Regions from separate parts of the Sus scrofa genome. Here regions 2 and 3 are each linked to region 1. The links are chromatin contacts, called in public Hi-C and HiChIP or PLAC-seq maps. All regions are on one chromosome and are shown on one strand. Each heading gives the region's core, a stretch centred on a gene start, on an enhancer-like site or on the middle of the called end of the contact. The rest is flanking DNA. Distances are from core to core; before and after follow the strand shown. Region 1 overlaps RUNX1 (runt related transcription factor 1). Region 2 has its middle 300 kb from the start of RUNX1. Region 3 has its middle 170 kb from the start of RUNX1.

Region 1 (3,015 bases), core at 148-2,647:
ACAAAAGTTCCTGGAGGCAAAATTCCCATACACTTCCTAAAATATTTATGCGGAGTGCACAAGAACCAGCAAACACATAATTTGTAAGTTCCAGTGGTTAATTGCCTGTCAGTTTTTTTTTCTTTTTCCAGATAAGTTTTGTCTAAAGTCAAACAACACAAAATACACAAGTGTCTTCCAAATACAGAGACACTTTTTATCATGCAAAACTAGCTTCCGTCCTCAAAGGCGAGAGCTGAGACTTCCAAAGGTCTTGCTTCTAATGTATGTGCACACATATATATAAATATATACATATGCTCTACTTCATAAAATATTTACAATACAATCTGTAGAGAATTTAAACACAACAGAAATCCATTAATGTTCGCTGCAGGGTTTTTGTTGTTTTTTAAGTAGCCTTGAAAATCAACTTCAGTAGTTGCAGAAGGGCTGTGCTAGAAGTACTTGTCATGTTCTCTCAATAAATTCTGGCAAAATGTTCAGTTCAGAAAATTATGCTTTTCAAAGAAAAGCTAATCTTAAAAAAAAAAAAAAATTCCAAGTCGATGACACTCAGGGTTCAGCTCTCCACATCTGAGAACTCGGGTTTGGGGATGTTGGTTAAGTTTGTGGCTGATCCTGTGGTTTGGTGGGAGTCGAGCAGAGGCCGAGTCACACGCACGCAGGCACGCACTCTTCGGAAGCCAGCCGCTGTCTACATCGACTCGTTGAGTCAGCCCCGACTTGGGCTGTAGCGAGGCAATCTTCCTCCAACGTAGCCCCAGCGCGGGCCAGTTAACTGCCTGGACGCGCTAATACCCACGATCACCGCGTAACCGCAGCAGGTGGAGAGGGCCCTGAGAGGAGGCTCCGCAGCGCAGATCGAAACAGACGGGGCGGCTCGAGTTACACAAGCACGCACACACTGCCACGCATTCCCAACTTCATCACTCGCCTCGAAGCACAGCGCACTTTCTCCAGCGGTTGTCAAAGAAAACAACCGGGGAAAAGTTCACAGCCAGGAAAGAAGTTGAACCATCCAGCCAAGAAACCAGTTCATTCAAAAGTAAGAAAGAAAGAAAGAAAGGGGGGAAAAAAATCGAAGCTCCAACGCGGGTCAAAAAGAAACAGCAAAGATTGATTTTCTTCTGGCGTCCCCAGGAGCCCCAAGAAGAGATGCCTGCCGGCGCAGGGCCGGGCAGCGTGGTGCCCTGGCTGGGTCCGGCCGCAGGGCGCCCGTCCCGCCTGCGCCCGCTGGCTCTATGAATGAGAGTGCCTGGAAATGAACGTGCTTTTACTGTAAGCCCGGCCCGAGGAATTCCATTCCCTCAGCTCGTTTGCATAGGGGCGGCCGCGGGCCAATCACAGGCCTTTCCGGTATCAGCCAGGGCGCGGCTCACGGCCGCGGGCTCCTGGAATTGGCCCGCGCGCCCCCGCTGCCGCCGCCGCGCGCTACTGTACGCAGCCAGGGTGGAGAGTCCACCGCCCCTCGCTCCCCGCGCGTATCTGCATCCACGCACACACACGCACACGCTCCCACGCTCGCCCGAGGCCCCGCCCCGGTGCGGACGGCGACCCTGCGGCTTTGCACACGCTCAGGGTTGCGCAGCTGCCAGATCTAGGGCTGTAGTGCGCGGCGGCGGCACTGGCGGCTGCGGTTCGGAGAGCGAGGTCGTGGAGAAAAGGAGGCCGGCCAGCCTAGGGAGGAATCGGGCCGCGCGCAGCGCCTGGAGCGACCCGGGCCGCAGATCTGCCGGAGGGAGGCGCTCCGCGAGCCATGGAGGGTGCGGGGCAGCGGCCGTCGCAAGCCTCCCAAAACCAGGCCGGAGCGCCCGGACGGCCCACGCCCTGCGCGGCAGCCCACTGCTGAGCCTTTACTTCCCCAACGTGGGTGGGATTCGGCCCCGAGGGGGCCAGGGAGCCGGAGGGCGGAAAGCCCAGCGGCCCAGCTCGGCGTGCCCCCACGGCCTGACTGGCAACTGCGGCGAATTGGAGCTGATTCATTTAGTGAGGCCAGGCGGTGTTGGTCTCCACAACATGGTTTTTGTGTTTTTTGAGTTTTATCTCTTGGTTTATTTGCTATAATTGGGCGTTTTTCGCCGCGGCTGGGCTGCGGCTTAATTACCCATTGCGCCGCACTCAGGCTGAGTGTGCTTAGCGGTCAGAAAAGACCCCCCAAAACAAGCAACCGAAAAGAAAGTTGAAAGCATCCGCTTGGCTCGCTCCCCGTTAACGGAGCGTCTGCTCCTTGGCTAGGCCCACGTCGCCCGCGCCCCGCACCCACCTCCCTCTCCCCGGAAACAGCCCCGGCTCCGCTCCCCGCCTCCGCCCGCGAGCTGCAGCGGGTGCTGAACCCACCCTGGCTTTGCGCGCTGGCGGGAACTTCCCCCGCTCCCGTCCCCCCGGCGCCACGGGCATTTTCGCAGAGCTTAGGGGGCCCCGCCCCCGCCCAGCCGCCGGGCTGCACCTTCCCCACAGAGCCCACCCCATCTCTCCCCCCGGGGGAGGGCGCTCACCCGCTCCCCCCTAGCACCGAGCCCTCCACGTCGACGTCCCTAGGCGGGGGTCCCTCCCTCCCTCCGCCTCTATCCCCTTGCCGGCCCGCGGCTGGGGTACTAGGGCGACGCCGCTGAGGACTCTCCTCGGGCTCCGCCGCTGGGGCCTGCAGGAGACCGGCGGCTGTAGCGGGCCATCCGAGGAGGCCTTTCCGGGCGCCGAAGTGACTTTCTTTGCTCCAGGCCCAGAGAGGCCGGGAGGGCTTCGCAGAGCGGCCTGGAGGCTCTGCGGGCTGCGGGCTCGGGGCGGACGCCAGGGGGCAGCAGGCCTCCTCGCTCGCCGCCTCGGGCTCCTCGCTGCCGCGCAGTGCGCTGGGGAACGCCCCCGACGGCGCGGGGTTCCGCTGGCCTTCTCGCGGCCTTTGGGTCTCTTCTGTAAGAACTTCAGTTGGGGAAGAAACGACAGGAAACGGGTGCTCTAGGCAGACTGCGCTGCTGCATGCCCGCCCCCGCTCTCCTGGCGGCGGCGCTGCGGGCC
Region 2 (3,015 bases), core at 219-2,718, 460 kb after region 1:
AGATAAAAGAGATACAGTAACTCCAAAGATGCATATTGTTGTTTCCTTATAATATGCCTGTTGAGATTGTACTGAGGAGGCTGGGGTCATACTGTCTTTTCATAAGGACTTCCATTATAACACTGTCATTTCCTAATGCTGAAATTTGTCTTTTAAAGCAAAACAGAAGGAGAAGAGGTGCAAACTGGAGTTAATTATCACATCAAACAAATGTGTCTGATATAAACAACTTATACAACCCAACAGCAAAAAAACCAATCAATGGAAAAATGGGCAAAAGACCTGAATAGACATTTCTCCAAAGAAGATATACAGATGGCCAACAAACACATGAAAAAGTGCTCAACATCGCTGATTATAAGAGAAATGCAAATCAAAACCACCATGAGATACCACCTCACACCAGTCAGAATGGCCATCATTAATAAATCCACAAATAACAAGTGCTGGAGGGGCTGTGGAGAAAAGGGAACCCTCCTGCACTGTTGGTGGGAATGTAAACTGGTACAGCCACTATGGAGAACAGTTTGGAGATACCTTAGAAATCTATACATAGAACTTCCATATGACCCCGCAATCCCACTCTTGGGCATCTATCCGGACAAAACTCTACTTAAAAGAGACATGTGCACCCGCATGTTCATTGCAGCCCTATTCACAATAGCCAAGACATGGAAACAACCCAAATGTCCATCGACAGATGATTGGATTCGGAAGATGTGGTATATATACACAGTGGAATACTACTCAGCCATAAAAAGAATGACATAATGCCATTTGCAGCAACATGGATGGAACTAGAGAATCTCATCCTGAGTGAAATGAGCCAGAAGGACAAAGACAAATACCATATGATATCACTTATAACTGGAATCTAATATCCAGCACAAATGAACATCTCCTCAGAAAAGAAAATCATGGACTTGGAGAAGAGACTTGTGGCTGCCTGATGGGAGGGGGGGAGGGAGTGGGAGGGATTGGGAGCTTGGGCTTATCAGACACAACTTAGAATAGATTTACAAGGAGATCCTGCTGAATAGCATTGAGAACTATGTCTAGATACTCATGTTGCAACAGAACAAAGGGTGGGGAAATAATGTAATTGTAATGTATACATGTAAGGATAACCTGACCCCATTGCTGTACAGTGGGAAAAGTAAAAAAGAAAAAAAAATGTGTCTGGTGCTAAATATATACAACGTATTCAACCAGATGACTGCAAGAAGTAGCCATCATTACCCACATTTTACGGAAATGAGGACCAAGCAGAGTCGCATAAAAGGAAGCTGAACCTAAAAGCATACCTCAATCCAAAGTATACCTTTCTAGAAAAGAATGAACTGGGTCTTTCTTTCCCAAAGAGGCCGAATCTCTCTTTCATTTTTTAATGACCTTCTTCAATCTGAGCTATAGTATGTCTGGATGTTAATTGTCTAGTAGTCTAGACAGTGATGATATTATAACCAAGTTATGCACAGATAATCACTGTGTCACTGTTTCCAATGCTGCCTACACATATTGCTTCACTGAACACACTTGGCATGTGGATTATTCTCTTGATATTTATTTTCACCGTTTAAGTAGAGAATGCTTACTTAATCAAACCATCCGGTGGACCAAGAATTTTTTTTATATAAATCAAATGAAACATGAGCGTCTTGAAACTAAAAGAAAAATAATGTTCATGTGCCTCACATTTTTCTGGGAATGCTGGAGCAATCCACCTATACTTTTCTTGCTTCATTCACCAGAGAGAGGTCTTACACAGGTTCTTCAAATATTTTCATGACAAATCATTCCTTTCCAGATAGGTGACTTACCCAAAGCCATTCTCATTAAAAAAAAAAAAAAAAAAAAAAAAAAAAAAAAAAAAAAAAGAAATTTTCTGGAGATATCTTTTACTTACTCAGAATTAGGCTTTATAATCTATTTTAATGCGCCTACATAGCCTGCCTGGTCCAGTGCACAAGTGCTAGGAAAATGGACAACAATTTGGCTCTTACATGGACGGAAAATAAAACAATGTGTCTTTAAAAAAACATCGTCTTAATGAAGAATAAGGGTCATGATGTCATGGCATCACTTAAACCAACCTGAAGGAGGAAGATTTTGAAATCAATACAGAAATGAAAAACAATATGGTTTGGAAAGTGGGAGGATGTTCCAGACACAGTGGATAACAAGGTTTATTTTTGGCATGGAAAGAGAAAATGATCAAAGGGACCTGGATGAAATTTGTTCGGCCAAGGAAAAGGCATAGACCGGGGGTAACAGGCAGACACGCGGGCTTGGCAGGGGGGCGGTGCTGATACAAAATGATGTGGGGACAGTGCAAAGGCTCTGCTGACTGTTTCACATGCTATTTCCACCAGCATAATCACCCCCCGCGTCAGTGTTCTACCTCAAGAAGACCCCTTACGTGAAAATCTAGGGCTGAATGGGGTAAAATGGAAAATTCCTCCACCCCTGTGATAGCAGCCTGCTTGCTCTCTCACACAAAATGCAAACAAGGCATTTAAGAAAAATTTAAAATTCATCTGTGCCAGACTGAGCTTCGGCCTCTGGCAGGAAATGTGGGTAGACCCATGGGGGAGGGTTGTGAAGTGGGGTGCAATGGCCAGCCAGAGGGCAGGAAGAAGGTTCTCTAGCCTACTGAAAGGAGCAGGGGCCACTCACCGATGATGTCCGTTTTGCTTCTTAATTCTGAGTAAATCCAGCTTTTGCCAAATGTACTGGTTAAATTGTGACCCCCCCCATAAAATATATGTTCACACAGAACTTGTGAATGTGACTTTATTTGGGTAAAGGGACGTCTCAGATATAATTAAGTTTTCAACAGAAGAGCATCCTGGATTTATGGGAAGCAAATCCAATGGCAGGTGTCCTTATAAGAGAAAGGCAGAGAGAGATTTGAGACCCAGAGACACAGGGCCATGTGAAGAGAGAGGAAAAGATTGGAGCCTACAAGCCAAAGAGCAGTGCACATGCATACACGCACATACACACACACACATA
Region 3 (3,015 bases), core at 207-2,706, 340 kb after region 1:
AGAGCTAACGCAGTGACAAAGCTGGATCCTTAACCCACTGAGCCACAAGGGAACTCCATTTATTCTACTATTTTTTTTCTTTTTTCAGGATTTTAGTTTATTTTTTAATTTAAAAAATTAAAAAATTATTTTATTGTATTATAGTTGATTTATGATATTGTGTTAATTTCCTTTTTTCTTTGTCTTTTTAAAATAGAGTATAGTTGATTTACAATGTTGTGTCAATTTATGCTGTGACCCAGCATAATGACCCAGTCATACACACACACACACACACATATATATACATACATATACACATACTTTTTCTCATATTATCTTCCATCATGATATATCCCGAGACTGGATGTAGTTCCCCATGCTACAGAGTAAGATATCATTGCTCATCCATTCTAAATGTAATAGAATTAATTAATTTTATTAACTAATCAATAAGATATATTTAATAATATCATTCTTCATTCTTTTTGTATACGTGAAATATTCAGTTTTCTTTCAAAAGTCTAGAAAAACAAAGTCAATGGGGTAAAGAACTGAGACAGATTCCTTCCAGATACTTTGTAGAGAAAGAAGCCTGTTTAAAAGTGAGCAGCAGAGTTTAATCCTTGCCAAGTTTACCTGCATAGTTTTGGGCAAAATTCAAGAATCCAGTTGCAAAGAGAGATTTACTCTTCTGTTAAGAGTTATGATGTACACAGTGTGGTGGCCGAGTACGGCAGAGAGAGTGGCATTAAAGGGGCAGATGGAAAGGCTGATTTGTAATGAAGAATGAGCAGCATTTCTTTTGAGGAGACAATGGAGTTAAACGTGGAATCAAATGAATGAAATCCTTTGACATTCAGAGGAAATCAGCTAAGGAAACTCATGCTGGACATTGTTGATTTCATCAAATAATGGTGACATGACCTGCTGAATCCTTTCCTGGCTTCAAGTCTCACATTGCTTCCGCCTTTTTACACTCTCCGCCCTCACGATCTGACAAAATCTGTGTCCTTATTTATCCTCTCTACAACCTTCCTATCACCACCACTAAGTTCACTACTTTCTTTGCTCTAGCATCTTCATCATCTATGCACTCTCTCAGAGCATGTGGGTGGTGGTCAAAAAACCTTGGCTGATGAGTAAAAGACAAGAGGTGGTGTTAAGACTGGGTTTCAAAAGAGAAAAAAGCAACCTACAACTTCTTAGGAAAACAAACATAAGCTCTATAGACCAAAGGAACGAAGGACTTATGGACTGGAACCAAGATTGCACCATGCAAGGGTTAGGTCTGCAAATGCCTGTGACTTTTCTCAGTGACGCACTGAAGTCTAAAATCAAGAACTGAAAAGCGACTTTGGAAGTGAGCTGGGATTGTGGTTGGCTCTGCAGGCTCAAGAGTAGGTCAAAGGAGCCTGGAGGCTCTGGGTTGAGCGTGAGAGCAAAGTTGAAATGTCTGACCACAGAATGTCAGCTGGACGAGGCTTAAGAGTATCAAGAAGGAAAAATGAAGTGAAGCAGAAATGGGGAAGATGCCCCATGTGGGACAAAGAGCGTGAATGTCAGAAGTGGTAGCTGAACTGGTAAGTGACTATGCATAAAAACAGTGGAGTCACCCAGGTTGTAGAAAAGAAAAGCATGCCTCTGCCACTAAGGTTGCCATAGAAAAGGATGATGGTGGTGGGAAGAGGTCCTGCAGTGCTGACCAGTTGGCAGGGACATTAGAAGGAAAGTAGAGTGAGCCCAGTGGGAAACAAAGAAAAGGCAGATTATTCTCTTTTTCATCTACTAATGATGTTAAGTTTTTGGATAGATGATCAGGTTGATAAAAGCACACACACACCCACACACACAAACGAAAAACAACAACAACAACAACAACAACAACAAAAAAACCAGCACTGAGAATAAGTCCCTGCATGCATTGAAGAACTATACCAGGGGAGTTCCCGTCATGGCGCAGTGGTTAACGAATCCGACTAGGAACCATGAGGTTGCGGGTTTGATCCCTGCCCTTGCTCAGTGGGTGAAGGATCCGGCATTGCCGTGAGCTGTGGTGTAGGTTGCAGACGTGGCTCGGATCCAGCGTTGCTGTGTCTCTGGCATAGGCTGGTGACTACAGCTCCGATTCGACCCCTAGCCCGGGAACCTCCATATGCCGCGGGAGCGGCCCAAAGAAATAGCAAAAAGACAAAAAAAAAAAAAAAAAAAAAAAGAACTATACCAGGAGAACCATGACAAAAGGGGCACTCTGATATATTTACCACCTAATATGGTCTTCACCACATCATTTTCCTATCCACACCCCATCTTATTGTGCTTCCTTTTTCATGCATTCCTTATAACCATTTAAACTTCCATATTGGAATAGATTCACTTTTTAATTTTTTTTTTGGTCTTTTTAGGGCCTCACCTGTAGCATATGGAATTTCCCAGCCTAGGGGTTGAATTTGAGCTGTAGGTACCAGCCACAGCCACAACCATAGCAATGCCAGATCTCAGCCATGTCTGTGACCTACACCGAAGCTCATGGCAATGCCAGATCCCTAACCCCTTTTTATTTTTATTTTTTTGGAATAGATTCACTTAACCTGATATAAGAATGCACCAAAATGGTAAAAAGTGATAAAAATGGACATGCATATTGTTTCTATAACTATTATTACCTAAAGATAAATTTGGGGAGTAGCAAATAACTGGGTCAAAAAACAATTGGGAGAAAACAACTTTAGTTTACCATTTCATAATACAAAAAGATAAATTAGCTGAAACTCCAGGTTTGTTTATCAAAAGAAGACAACATTCCAAGCCCTGAAAAAGCATTGATTCAGATGCTTAAAGTGACACAAGTGGTTTCTATATTAAAAAATATGTAAAACACCAAAATCCAAACAGTATGAGAGGAAGGACATGTGACAACTGCTTTGCAAAATCATGTTCAGATCGGCCTATGAGGTGGGTCCCATCCAGCTTTCTGGCTACAATAGAGCTCATAGAAATACAGTCCATGGATGGTGGAAATAAGTGTTGGCCACT

What was found. A called contact is a pair of places that touch in the nucleus more often than the background predicts. HiChIP or PLAC-seq counts read pairs in DNA pulled down with a chosen protein or histone mark.
Region 2: a Hi-C map of embryonic fibroblasts shows a contact between it and region 1, with 4 times the contacts expected there. The contact joins two enhancer-like sites. A contact is called at or near these places in 1 of 47 Hi-C or Micro-C datasets (embryonic fibroblasts) and 1 of 2 datasets of contacts at active chromatin or transcription factors (alveolar macrophages).
Region 3: a contact with region 1 is called in an H3K27ac HiChIP or PLAC-seq map of alveolar macrophages. The contact joins two enhancer-like sites. A contact is called at or near these places in 1 of 47 Hi-C or Micro-C datasets (skeletal muscle) and 2 of 2 datasets of contacts at active chromatin or transcription factors (alveolar macrophages and skeletal muscle).

What each region holds. Positions count from the first base shown.
Region 1 is chr13:198,468,749-198,471,763 of Sscrofa11.1, forward strand. All of the region lies in intron 2 of RUNX1 (runt related transcription factor 1), which reads right to left. Among named protein-coding and RNA genes, the nearest start is that of RUNX1, 160 kb to the right of the region's middle. Within about 2 kb of position 1,398, at least 71 of the 83 cell types and tissues checked have an H3K27ac peak or open chromatin away from gene starts, as enhancers often do. A contact at or near this core is called in alveolar macrophages and embryonic fibroblasts, where this site is marked.
Region 2 is chr13:198,929,948-198,932,962 of Sscrofa11.1, forward strand. No RefSeq gene overlaps it. Among named protein-coding and RNA genes, the nearest start is that of RUNX1, 300 kb to the left of the region's middle. Within about 2 kb of position 1,469, at least 1 of the 83 cell types and tissues checked has an H3K27ac peak or open chromatin away from gene starts, as enhancers often do. A contact at or near this core is called in embryonic fibroblasts, where this site is marked.
Region 3 is chr13:198,806,640-198,809,654 of Sscrofa11.1, forward strand. No RefSeq gene overlaps it. Among named protein-coding and RNA genes, the nearest start is that of RUNX1, 170 kb to the left of the region's middle. Within about 2 kb of position 1,457, at least 4 of the 83 cell types and tissues checked have an H3K27ac peak or open chromatin away from gene starts, as enhancers often do. A contact at or near this core is called in alveolar macrophages, where this site is marked.